Linked DNA regions of Mus musculus: all the other regions are linked to region 3. A link is a contact called in public promoter capture Hi-C data. All regions are on one chromosome and are shown on one strand. The core of a region is the stretch at or near the end of the contact, and the rest is flanking DNA. Distances in the headings are between cores, read along the strand shown.

What was found. Promoter capture Hi-C pulls out the DNA fragments that hold promoters and counts their contacts. Capture Hi-C pulls out chosen DNA fragments and counts their contacts.
Region 1: a promoter capture Hi-C map of hippocampal neurons shows a contact between it and region 3, with 4 times the contacts expected there. The contact joins the promoter of Ttc9b here to the promoter of Zfp14 in region 3. A contact is called at or near these places in 3 of 39 promoter capture datasets (the C10 cell line, hippocampal neurons and liver) and 1 of 115 datasets of contacts at active chromatin or transcription factors (astrocytes).
Region 2: a contact with region 3 is called in a promoter capture Hi-C map of liver, with 4 times the contacts expected there. The contact joins the promoter of Psmc4 here to the promoter of Zfp14 in region 3. A contact is called at or near these places in 2 of 39 promoter capture datasets (both in liver), 1 of 115 datasets of contacts at active chromatin or transcription factors (astrocytes) and 2 of 9 other capture datasets (adipose tissue and liver).
Region 4: a contact with region 3 is called in a promoter capture Hi-C map of liver, with 7 times the contacts expected there. The contact joins the promoter of Zfp59 here to the promoter of Zfp14 in region 3. A contact is called at or near these places in 3 of 39 promoter capture datasets (hippocampal neurons and liver) and 1 of 9 other capture datasets (liver).

Annotation. Positions count from the first base shown.
Region 1 is chr7:27,652,553-27,655,678 of GRCm38.p6, reverse strand. It overlaps Ttc9b (tetratricopeptide repeat domain 9B), which reads right to left and starts at 1,755. Exons shown (of 3, transcript NM_028417.1): 1 at 1,332-1,755; 2 at 585-767. The coding sequence starts at 1,752. Gm38973 (a long non-coding RNA gene) reads left to right here and starts at 1,447. Exons shown (of 3, transcript XR_881908.3): 1 at 1,447-2,429.
Region 2 is chr7:28,048,740-28,051,604 of GRCm38.p6, reverse strand. It overlaps Psmc4 (proteasome (prosome, macropain) 26S subunit, ATPase, 4), which reads left to right and starts at 1,513. Exons shown (of 11, transcript NM_011874.2): 1 at 1,513-1,622; 2 at 2,403-2,501; 3 at 2,626-2,812. The coding sequence starts at 1,587.
Region 3 is chr7:30,049,854-30,052,773 of GRCm38.p6, reverse strand. It overlaps Zfp14 (zinc finger protein 14), which reads left to right and starts at 1,378. Exons shown (of 5, transcript NM_178733.5): 1 at 1,378-1,429.
Region 4 is chr7:27,836,812-27,840,086 of GRCm38.p6, reverse strand. It overlaps Zfp59 (zinc finger protein 59), which reads right to left and starts at 1,503. Exons shown (of 5, transcript NM_011762.3): 1 at 1,378-1,503.

The DNA.
Region 1 (3,126 bases), core at 506-3,005, 2.4 Mb after region 3:
CAAACCACTTCACGGGAAAGCTAATCTTGCCTCCTTGCTCCCACAGCCCTACATCTAGCTCCTGCTGTGTCCCCTCCCCATGGGGTTGTGTCATGTCTACACACACATGGACACATGAGTACCCTGACTGCTCTTCCCGAGGGCAGAGAACAAGCATTACAAGCAGATGAGTGGAGGGCCATAGGTGACAGAGGAGCTGAGTGTGACCAGGAGGGAGTGAAGGAATATGGGTGTGGGGGGAGAAATATTCAAGGCCATCGTCGGTGAGTGGATAGGGACACGGATGGGCTAAAGCATTGGGGATGTAGCCTAGTTGGTAGAGTGCTTGCCTTGCATGCATGAGGCCCTAGGTTCAATTCCCAATGAAGAGAGTTGGTTGGGGAAATGCCAGAGGAACAAGGTGAGTATACCTTTGGGGACGGTGGATGGGTGCTGGATGAGTGTATGAGGAATCTTAGGTAGCTAGAGAGAGCTTGTCTGGAGCTGGTAACAGCACTTCCCTGGGGTGGCTTGGCTCTGCCCTGGTCCTCCCGCCTAGGTTTCCTCTGTTCTAACCCCCTGCCCAGCCCAGCCCTGCCACTCACCTGTGGGCTCTCGGCTGCGGGCCTCCTGTAGGTAGCGCAGCGCACGTGCATAATCACCCAAGTGGTAGAAGGCAATGCCGGCACGATAGGTGGCCTTGAAGTTGCCCTGCTGTTTCTCCAGCACCTTGAGACAGTACTCACGCACCCGCTCATAGTTCACCAGCTCCGACTGCAGGAGGCAAGCTGTGGGATGCAGAGACCCTGTAGTCTCAGACACAGCCTGCATCCCCTAGGATTCACATGACCTCAAATAACCTGACCTCTTCCCCTGGGCATATGGGATTGCTCTGGCCACCAGGAGACACTAATCAGCTAACCTGTTAGTATAAGAGCTATCTGCGCCGCCGCTAGAGGGCGCAGGACAGACAAGTCTGAAGCAATTAGCTGGAGGTTTTCCCAAGTAATTATAGAGGGAGGGTCCAAGAACGAAATAGCCGGTGCAGGGTAAGCCTTTCTAACCTTGGCTCATGCGTGGCAGACCGGGGGAAAGAATGAGTCAGGGAAGTGGGGCTTAGAAGACCAAGTCCAGAGCCCGTTTCATTATTCAAGCCCCTGCTTACTCCATCCAAGAAGCCCTATTCATCTACTCCCAACTCTCTTCCTCAGCAAGTTTTGTAGTCTTCCCCGCCAGACCACAGCCCTGACTCCTTCAGCTTCCAGCCACCACAGGCTCTATAGCCTCCTGATTACCCCCTCACTACCCACCCGTTTCACCCGAGTCCTCTGCGCCCCCCGACGGCCCCGTACCAGTGAGGGAGTCGTAACATTCAACCTCTGTGTTCTCCACCAGGCGCCGCTGCTCCTCGCTGAGGCGGGCGGGCCCCGGGCTGGTGGTGGGTCCCGGGGAGGGGGTGGGCAGACCGCCAGGGCGGGCCCCTTGAGCCGCCTTCAGCTGCAGCAGTGCCCGGTGGTACTTGCCAATGGCTTCTCGGAACTTCTTCTCTCGGTAGCAACGCTGACCCTCCGCCTTGAACGCCACGGCAGCCCGCAGGCTGCTGTCGAGCGCCGCAGCCAGGCCCCCAGACGGCTCTGGGGCAGGACCCGACCGAGCAGAGCCATGGCGAGGCGCTGAGCCGGGGCCCGGCGGGGAAAGGGCGGGAGGCGGGCGCGGTGGAGGCTCCGGGGCAGCGCTGAGCATCAGCACCGGGGACAGCGCGCCGCGCTGCATTGTGGGAAACTCCTGCGGCCGCCGCTGCAGCTACCGCATCGCCCCCCGCGGGGCCGGTCCCCACCCTTTCTCCGCCCCCACATCTCTGGCTGCCGTCTCCGGCTGCCCCCTATGGGTCTAGAAAAACCCCTCCAAACTCCCCCTCGCTCACCCTCAAACCAGCCTGGGTCTAGTTGTTCTGGCGCCTCTCCCTTGTCCCCACAGTCCTTACCCTCCCACCCGACTGCATGTTCTCCCGGAGATTTCTAGAAGAAAAAGGCTGAGCGGGCAGACATCAGTTTTGTGGAAAGCTGGTTTTCAGCCCACTAGTCATTTGGCATGTTGGATAAGAATACAGGATTGGGAGTCAAGCTGCCCGGCTTCAGACACTGGTTTCTCATTACTCTATGATTTGGACAATCCCCTCAAATTACCTATTGTACTATAGTGCGGGACAATAGTACATACGTTGGAATCGATTCTTTATGTAATAAACAAATAGCCATTGCTCAATTTCTGTTCAGGGGGAGGGGGTTGATGGGCCAATGTAAAAACAAACAACAACAACAGAAGTCAAGTGGGGTAGCACCTGCCTGTAGTCACACTCGGACATCTGAGGCAGGAGAGTGGAAAGAAGTTTGAAGCTAATCTGGTGCTAACGAGGAAATTCCAGATCAGCCATGAACTACAAAGAAAAGGTAGGTGTGGGAGATTAAGGAGAAGGGAGGGAAAAGGAGAGAGAAAGAATTATTTAGATAGAGCCACATCTCCTAGGTTCACAGCCTAGTGGAGAGACAGACCTGTAACAGCCCAAAGTGGCTGATCCTGGGAAGCGCAGGAGGAGAGCCATGGCTAGCATGGAGAAGTCAGAGGAGGCATTTGCTCTAGGTTGAAGTGTGACTGGGGACTTCCTGGAGGAAAGGCAACTCTGCAACCTAGCCATTCTGTCCCTTGCCTTCCATTTCCAGAAAAGCCAGTGGGGAGGTGACAAGGGTCCCCACTGACAGCCCAGGACCACCAGTACAATAAGGACAACCAAGAAAATGCGGCTGCGGCTGCGCTGTGGTGGCACTCCCCTGCAATCCCTGCACTTAGGAGGCAGAAGCAGCAGAACTCTATGGTTTCCGGGCCAGCCAGAGCTACACCTGACTCAAAAAAGAGGGGGAAAAGGAAAGAAATTCGTTCATTATGGGCCAGCAACATAGCAGTAGCCACCACGTGAGTTCCATCTGTGGAACCAGCCTCTCAAAGTGGTTATCTGACCCCTTCCTACATATACCTGCACACACACACACAAACTCACGCACATACACACACACGCGCGCGCACACGCGCACACACACATACACACACGCACGCACACACACATGCACACACACGCGCACACACACATGC
Region 2 (2,865 bases), core at 264-2,763, 2.0 Mb after region 3:
GAACTCACCAGCGGGACACCTTAAAACCAAAGAAAAACACAGCCTCCTAATAGCTGGAGAGCTGCCTCTCTCAACTATTTGTATTGCCTGCCAACAAACTTCACCTTTACTTTGTGGTCACTGTTTTTCTGTCTTTTAATTCTTCAACTGATGGAGGGAAGGAACCCACCTGCTAGCCAGTGTGAGAGCTACTGTAGATTCTCCATACCATACAGAACAGATAGGACGTTCAATTTGTGCAGCATTATGTAGCTAGAAAATAATGATTTGTGCCTGCTACCTATCTGTGCCCCAATAAAAAGTTTACTTAACAAAAACTATAGCTGTTATGAAGTGTGGTAGTGTATATCCCTGGTACAAGGAATACAGATCTAGGTTCTAACCCTGCTTTACCAGTTGCTCAAGTGACTTCAGTGCTTGGCACCAGCTTCCTTCTTTGTAGAAGAGAATATAATACATACTAAGGATTTTAGCTGGGCTTGCTTAGCATATCAAAGTTCCTGAGCCATAACAACAATCAAAACTCAACAGGAGGCTGAAAAGATGGCGCACACAGTCTGTAACTCCAGTGCCACAGATTCCTATGCCCTTTTCTGGCTTCTGCATGTACTGAATCCAGGTGCACAAATTCGCACTCCGATATACACATGTACACGTAACTAAATATAAAATCCTTTCAAAACGTTTAATTATGTGTAAGTGTGTTTCTGCTAGCGGGGACGTGTGCTTGAGTGCAGGTGCCTGCAGAAACCGAAGGAGTTGCCTACAGATGCTAGTGAGCTGCCCCACCTGGGTGCTGGGAACCGAACTCGGGTCCTGTAGAAGAGCCACAAGTGTTCTTCAGCACTGGGCCATCTTGACAGCCCCTAAAAATAATGTGAAGAGGACAGAGAAGAAAAGATTCGACAGGACTCCGCAAAGATCTGCATTCGCAGCTGCCTCGGTTTCTCCAGCTTTGGTACGATCTGATTGGCTCCTCGCCGTTCTGTGACCTCTGCTTCTCTCTTCAGGTGGCGGCCAGAGAAGGTCAAGAGATTCTTCTGTGGAACTAAAGGCTTCTTTAGTGCCTCTCGTTTCTTATACTTAGTTATGTCTGCGAATTCCTTCTAACAAAGCTCTGGAGTTTTTAACAAGTTAGGACAGGACTTGATTAATCTTCATATTCTCAGTTCGGGGCTGGCTTTGTAAAGACAAGAAAGTAAAAAAGTGGATAATATTAAAATCAATCAATCAATCCTCTGGAGACTTTTCTTCAAGAGCAACTCGGCCGCGCCATCTACTGGAGAAACCTTCACAACGCGCGACGGGCCGCGAAGCAGGATGGCGCCAGAACAAGAGTTACTGCGCACGCGCAACATCCTTGCGGGTCCGCGCGCGCGCGCCTGGAGCGCAGAGCGCAGGAACCCATCTTGGGGGCGGAGCCCAGGGCTAAGAGTTTCCCGCCCTTCCTGTTATCCGGCCCGTCAGGTCAACCCGCAGCGGTACCTTAAAAACTACGTTTCCCAAGATGCTCTATGTGAAGGACTTCCGTTGGCGTCAGCGGAAGCCGTGACTGGCCGGGCTGCACTGAGGCCGGCTTGGTCACTATGGAGGAGATAGGCATTTTGGTGGAAAAGATTCAGGTGCAGTGGGGATCTGGGTTTCTTAGCGGGAGCTGGACATGAGTGGGGTGCTGAGGGGTTCTCAGGATCCCAGCTCTGGGCTGGGTGGTTTCAGAGGCCTCGGTGTCGAGCTTTGGGTGGTCCCGGGGCCTGGCGGGGTAGTCATGTTGTCAGGAGGGCGGCAAAGCTCAGAAAAGCAGAGCGGGAGGAAAGTGGCGTTGAACTTAAAGACTTTTCAGACAGAACGGTTGCGAGGCCTGGAGAGCTGTGCTTACTAGCTTTTCGGTTTGGGGTCTGGACCAGGTGGAGGATGATGTATGGGGGCCCCGTGGCCTAGGTATGTTCGTGGCCAAGGGACCAGTGGACTCACTGTGCTTGGGACGTGAACGGTGAGGCGTTAAGTATTGGTTGTGGTTTGGCTGAGTGACCTTTGGCTTTAACGTGAGTTGGGAATCTGACATGAAAGCTTTTGGGGGGGGGAGGGGAAGAACTGGGTAATGAGACTCTGAATGTGACTCTGACTTTAAAATCCATGGGACTTTTAGAACCTCTTGAGGGGACTGGGATGCTAAGGTTCGGTATGGAGCTGCTGCAAAACTTTCATGATGAGTTTTGTTTAAGGGGCCTACTATTAGCAATCTACATAGGGGACTGAGCAGCTCCTGTATCTATTGAGAGATAGTGAATGATGTCAGGTACTGGAGACATAGGTGACTTGGTGGCGAAATAGGAAGAACGCTTTCGCTGATTTCACGAGATGATTCTCTGCTTCCAACACCAAGTTGTCTTTACCGTCTACAGGATGAGATTCCAGCACTGTCCGTGTCTCGGCCGCAGACCGGCCTGTCCTTTCTGGGACCCGAACCTGAAGACCTGGAGGACCTGTACAGCCGCTACAAGGTGTGTTCAACCCTAAGCTGGCTCCTGCATACCTCCCATCCCCCATCACATACGCCCCCCCCCCCACCTCCCACTGTGGTACGGCAAGGCTGCAGCCAACCCTTTGCCCTCCCTGTGCGTGCAGAAGCTGCAGCAGGAGCTGGAGTTCCTGGAAGTGCAGGAGGAGTATATCAAGGACGAGCAGAAGAACCTGAAGAAGGAATTCCTCCACGCCCAGGAGGAGGTGAAGCGGATCCAGAGCATCCCCTTGGTCATCGGTCAGTTCTTGGAAGCTGTGGATCAGAACACAGCCATCGTGGGCTCCACCACAGGTGAGTGGTGAGGCAGGCTGGGAGCAAGGCAGGGTGATAGAATGGCCAGAGTA
Region 3 (2,920 bases), core at 129-2,628:
CCCTCTGCAACTGAAGTTACAGACACTTGGGAACCATCATATGTGTTGTGTCTGCAAGAGCGCAAGGGTTCTCAATCACTAAGCCATCTCACCAGCCTCTCAATTGTCACGTTCCTAAAACTAACGTCCCAACGCTGGGAATGTTGACGGATGCCTGTAATAACAGCGCTCTGGAAAGAAACAAGAGGATCGATGAGGATCTTTCAACATCCCCAGCACCTATTACAGAGACATCCTGGCTGATATACCTTGCCCCCCACTATCCCAAACTCTGTAGCCCAGGCCTGGGCTTCCCATCTCCCAGCTTCTGTGATTCCTGTATAACCCAGTCATTTTGGGCACAAGGTCCTTTTGTTACCTCTTGCCCGCTGCACTTGGCCTCTTGGCTTCTAGCCTGTCCTACACCCCACCCCCTCCCCTCACATGGCCCCATTTAGTCCGGCAGTCATGGCCACCCTGGTTACTTTCAGACGCCCCTGCCAGTGCTCTCTCTTAGATCTCAATCCCTTGGGAGCAGTCATGTCCTCCTTTTTTTTTTTTTTTTTTCCATTCATCTTGAATTTGCAGTCTGCATGCTTCAGTCTCCTGAAGACCGGATGAGGCCTGGCACAAACACAAGAAAATGTTAGAGCAGTGGTTCTCAACCTCCCTAAAGCTGCGACCCATTAATACAGTTCCTCATGTTGTGGTGATCCACAAGCTATATAATTATTTTCGGTACTACTTTATAACTGTAATTTTGCTACTGTTAGGAATCCTAATGTAAATATCTGTGTTTTCTGATGGTCTTAGGTGGTCCCTGTGAAAGGTCATTTGACCCCCAAGGGGGGGGGGGATCTCGACCAACAGGTTGAGAACCACTGTGATAGAAGAAAGCATAATTATCTTTCCAGTCTTAGAGGTCTTGGCTTCATCTCCAGTTTGCAAAACAAAACCTAAGGCCAATACCAACGACTAGACCAATATACACAACGGCTAGAAGGGACAGTGGGAGAAAGCAGAGGCAGCGGGAACTCCAAGGAGCCTGAGCAACCTTTCCCTGGGTAGATGTGGGACTGCACCTTTGGAGAATGTATTTTACTGAGTTCCCTGATCATGCCTACACCCTCGCTGGGGTGAGAATATGCTTATCTCACATATTAAGCATGTGATAATGTGATGATGGTGTTCTCAGCCCTGGTAGGGCAACGACACAACCCCCAGCCCAGTGAGCTAGGTTTGGGGTGGGGATTTGGGGGCAGAGGGCAGCGGAATCTCCTAGCCCTTCCAGCTGGTCCAAGATCACACCCAGAGGCCTCCACCCATCACAGCCCCGAGCACGCTTGCGCACTCCGCTGCGTTGGCCCAGTCTTTCCCACCATGGACTACATTTCCCACAGGCCTCTGCGCAGCATCCTTCCGGCTGCTTAGCGCCGGTCCGCTCTGAGAGGTGAGTTGGTCCCTTGCACTGAGGAAATTGTCGCGGGGGCAGCGTAGGTTTGTCTTTAGTTGGCTTGAGAGACTTGGAGTCGGTGACGCTGAGTGGACACCGCGTACCCCGTTGCATCCTCCGTCTTCCCGCTGCAGAGCCCAGAGGCCCAGCATGGCTCTGAGTTCTGTGTGTGAACCTCAGAGTGAGGGCCCTCCGTACAAAAAGACAGCGCAGCTGCCACCGCAGGGCTGCTTTGTACGCGCTCCCTCCCCGCCAGGCAGCCCCGGTGGCCGTCGCCTGTCAAACCTGCCCCTCCGGTGGCGGCCAGTGTCCTCTCCATCCGCGGCGCTCCATTTCCAGTAGGTTATGTGTGTGGAAGGGCTGGTCGCGAGGGGTGTGTCCCCAGGCTACCAAGCCCGCACCTTCCCGGTTTGACCTTTTCCCCAGACTTGTTCATTTTAGGGAAGGCGAGGGAATAAAAGCAGGAAACGATTGTTGTTGCATACATAGAGACCCAACATTACTGCGGAAAAAAAAATAGCCTAACTTTCTTCTTTCTCGTTGTCCTATGAAGTGTACTCCTTGTTTTTCCAGGCATGGGGACATTTACTCCTCATTACTGTGAAAGTGAAAATGAAGTTAGCTTGGAAAGAAGCAGCGGTTTGGTGTTATCTTGGTCAGGGTAGAGGAGACAGATTCATGCAGACTGATAGTAAGCATCACTCAGAGATTATGTCTCTGATTAAATGCGGGTCCAGGCCCTCTTTGTGTGGTTACAAATGTCTTTTGTATTTTTTCTTTTTTATGTGTGTGTGTGTGTGTGTGTGTGTGTGTGTATTTGTGTGTATACACATACCAGCAGAAGCCAGGAGAAGGTGTCTGATTCCCAGGAACTGGAGTTATAGACGGTCGTGAAACACCATGTGAGTACGGGGAATCACACTTGCATCCTCTGCTAGAGCAGCCACTGCTCCTAGCAGTACAGCTGTTTCCAGCCTCACAGGTTTTAAATTTTTAACATGTTCGTTTTTTACGTATGTGAGTGTTTCTGTCTGCTTTTCTTTCTGTGCACCACTGAGTGTGACTGCGCCTGAGGAGCCCTGAAGAGGGCATCGGATTCTCTGGAACTGGAGTTACAGCAGTCACGTAGGTGCTGAGAGTGTAACCCGCTGATCCATCTCTGCATTCCAGGCTGCAGCTTTCTTATCCACGAAGCCTGCTTTGCTAGTTCGTTTTTAATTACTGTGGAAGATTCCTTTGCTAAACCACGCTTCTTACCAGAATAGCACGTTTTGTTCTTGTTTTAAACAATTTGTACCTATACTGACCAGGAATTCACTGTAACCCATGTGATCTCAAATTTGTGGGTGATCCTCCTGCCTCAGCCTCCAGGCTGCAATGTGTGCCACTGTGCCCAGCCAGAATAACACTTAATCTTCAATCAATCTCTGTCTCTTTTAATCCCATTTTAGCAACAGCAGCCAGGTCTAAACCCCTAAATTACCAAGC
Region 4 (3,275 bases), core at 254-2,753, 2.2 Mb after region 3:
GAAATTATTTGTTTTTGAATCCATGTTTTTAGAGTTCTTTCCCACAGCCTTAAGTGCTGTTCTGAAGGTCCCATTTTGTGGAGACATTAGCCACACCTTGACTCATGCTGTCTTTGATTATCACGGAGACATTATCATTAAGAGGGGGGGACTTTCCTTAAAAGAGGGAATGTACATGATTATACAAACCAGCCTTAGGTCCGGAGCAGCCATCCACGCTTGTGGCCCACATCCCCTGGCCCTGTCCCAGCGGCAATAACCAGGTAAGGAACCCAAAATGACCTCACAGAGCAACAACTAAAGCACACCAGGCCCTTAGGATATGGCGGCACTGCGCTAACAGACTTCACCACAGGCATCCTAAGGTTCCTGACAGGCCTGGAGAGCCTGAGGGGACAGAACCAAGACTCCAACGGGATACCACAGATCCACATCCCTATATTTAAACATGGCATTGCTCATCTGCATCTGGCCAACATTACCCATTTTACACACACACACACACACACACACACACACACACACACAAAATACCTAGTCCTCAAGGATGCCAAATTCAGTGCTATTACTTTCCCACTCCCCAAATCCTCCCTGGTGACCAGACCATCTATCGCCTACATTCTTCCCTTGCTTCGAATGAAGGCCTGTAAAGATCAAAGGCCATCTGAGGTGTGACACCATCAAGATACAAATTGATTTAGTTGAGAGCCCTAACGCTACCCTCTAGAAATTCCTAGTTACAACATCTCAGGAAAAGGTAGAGATTGTGGGAGAAGACGCCACGGATCATTGAAACTAAGTGGAAAGGGCAGGGACAATGTAAGGGACACAATGGTGGAGGTATCAATTCGCCTGTTCCTCCTTCCCTCACTTCCATTCCATATTCTAAAACTAAAACCTCATTTTTCAAACAGAAACAGAAAACTCATTCTTGAATCCACATCCCTCTCCAGCCCTCCTTTGGAATGGCCACCTAGGGAAGCCTGAGTAAGCATGAGATCGCAGACCATATCTGAGAGCATGCTCAATGGCTGCAGCTCTGAGAAAGTCAGGGGACTCAACAAGTACCCTCCCTCCAAGACGACACCCCCGTCCTTAAATTATAGCCCTAAGCTCAAGTCTGAGCCTCGGGGAAAGCTTCCCTTCAGACCCCGCACCTGACCTCCCCTTACTGAAGCTTGGTCCTCTGCTTTAGTCCCTGTGTCCCTGAGAGAAAGCAGGAGCAGACAGCGACAAGCACAGAGACACAGATTATGCAGAGAGCTCAAGGTGTGTATACAGTTAGACTCAAAGACACACACACACACACACACACACACCATACAGCCACCCCACCGCCTGTACACACCCCTCCCAGCCCGCTGGCTCCGGTCTTACTCTGGGGAGACATAAACCAAAAGCCTATGCGCTACTTCCGGCGCGGTGGTCCCGGAAAACACAGTTGTCACAAGCAAAGCCCTGGAGAAGCCTGGAGCGTCCCGGAGATCCCGGCGTGCAACTCGGGCCAGCCCATCAGAAAACCGAGTCCAGTGGCTTGTGGGAGTGCCCACGTGGGTGCGCGCTTAAAGGGGAGGCGCCCTCCTTTGAGCAAAAGGTACTTCCGGTTCTCCGCGTAACTGATTTTCTTTCTCCTGTAGAGAAGACGGAGGAGTCTGAATTCCCTGCTTTAGATAGAAAATGTGACTGAGGACCGTATCGCTATGTACCAACAGAACTGTGTCCGTTAGGCAGGCTAGACGAGCCTCTTAATAAAACTAATCGCATTAAAAGTACTGTAAATCGTCTAAACGCCAAAATTTGCCACATTTAGATTTGAAAAGTCAGACCCAGCTATGTGTTAACTACAGAAAATATATTAAAGATAAATACTCTAGCAGATTCAAAGTAACCATCTTCGCATGATCAAAAGAAAACTCAGGTCGATTATAAAATGGAGGTAGATTAATAAAGAGGCCAAGTCATCAAGTGACAGTAAACATGGGCGTGGTAGCAATGGCTTTTATCCCAGCGATGGGGAGGCACAGCCAGCTGCATGTCTGTGAGAAGAGACCACCGAGGACTACCCAGTGAAACCCTGTCTAAGAACTAAAATACACTCAGATTATGGTGGCACATGCCTTTAGTCACCGCCCTAAGGAGGCAGAGGAGGTGTCTGAAAAAAATTAATTAAAAATAAACTCAGAATACACTCCTACTGTCTTGAAAGGACTAAATAAACTAAAATTCAGAGGATACCCCAAATGTCTCAAACAAATAAGTACATAAATACATAAACAAAATTAACTCAGAGTATACTCAAATAGCACACCTTTAAACATGAAGAGGGGGGAAGTCCCGCTAGAACAATAGGGAATGATAGCAAAATCAATCAACACATTCAAATGTTGTCAATTTAAAAAACTGATAGAACAACACCCTCCAAGAGCAACAGAGCATAGCTGATTTGGACAGCATCTCAACTCTGAGTGAAGTCAATAAAAATGGAGACACTTAAGCTCTAATGACACGAGGGGATCTGGAAAGGGAACTGTTCCTGTACGCTCACCTGTGGGAGAAACGCTCATTACCTGAAGATGTTGCTGTGGAAAGCTTTCTCTTTTATCCTTTTTTCTTGGCGGGGCATCTATTACTTCATATATTTTGTATTGCACTTTTAAATATTAAAGACTCCATCTATTTTGAGTTATCCCACGAGCAGATTACTGAGGTAGGCAAGGAGTCTCCAGACAGACCCAAGTGACTGCTTCTGCAAAGCTTGGGTTTTGTTTCACCGGCTTTTGGATCATTTATAAAGATGCTTAGCCTTCTGTCATCCAATGTGTTCCGTCCTCCTTTCTCTCCACAGTGTGATTCTGGTCGGTCTGCTCCATCTTTCCTGTGTCACAGTTCTTTTCTTAGTGCTACCCCTTATCCTTCATGGAAGTAAAATCAGTTAATTGCCCTCTGTTTTCTCCACAGGAGCCATGGGGCGCTGAATACGTAACTAGAGATTAATGTCCACCATAAGTGTTTCCTTAGCTACAGTCACTTGAATTCTTCCTGGGGTGCTGCAGGCCACATCCCCAGTCTCAGCTCTCAGCTCTTTCTGCCTCTGTCTCCTGCTCTGTGTGTGCATAGCTTCTCCCTCCTCCTCCTCACACAAAGATGCATCTGTGTTTCTTTTCAAGTTTTCTCCTCTCCTGCTTCTGAAGGTGACTGTAGGCATGTGTTGAGAAATCCCTGCATTCCCTTCCCCCTTCCTGATGGACCCTCACTTCACACCCATCCTCTTCTCT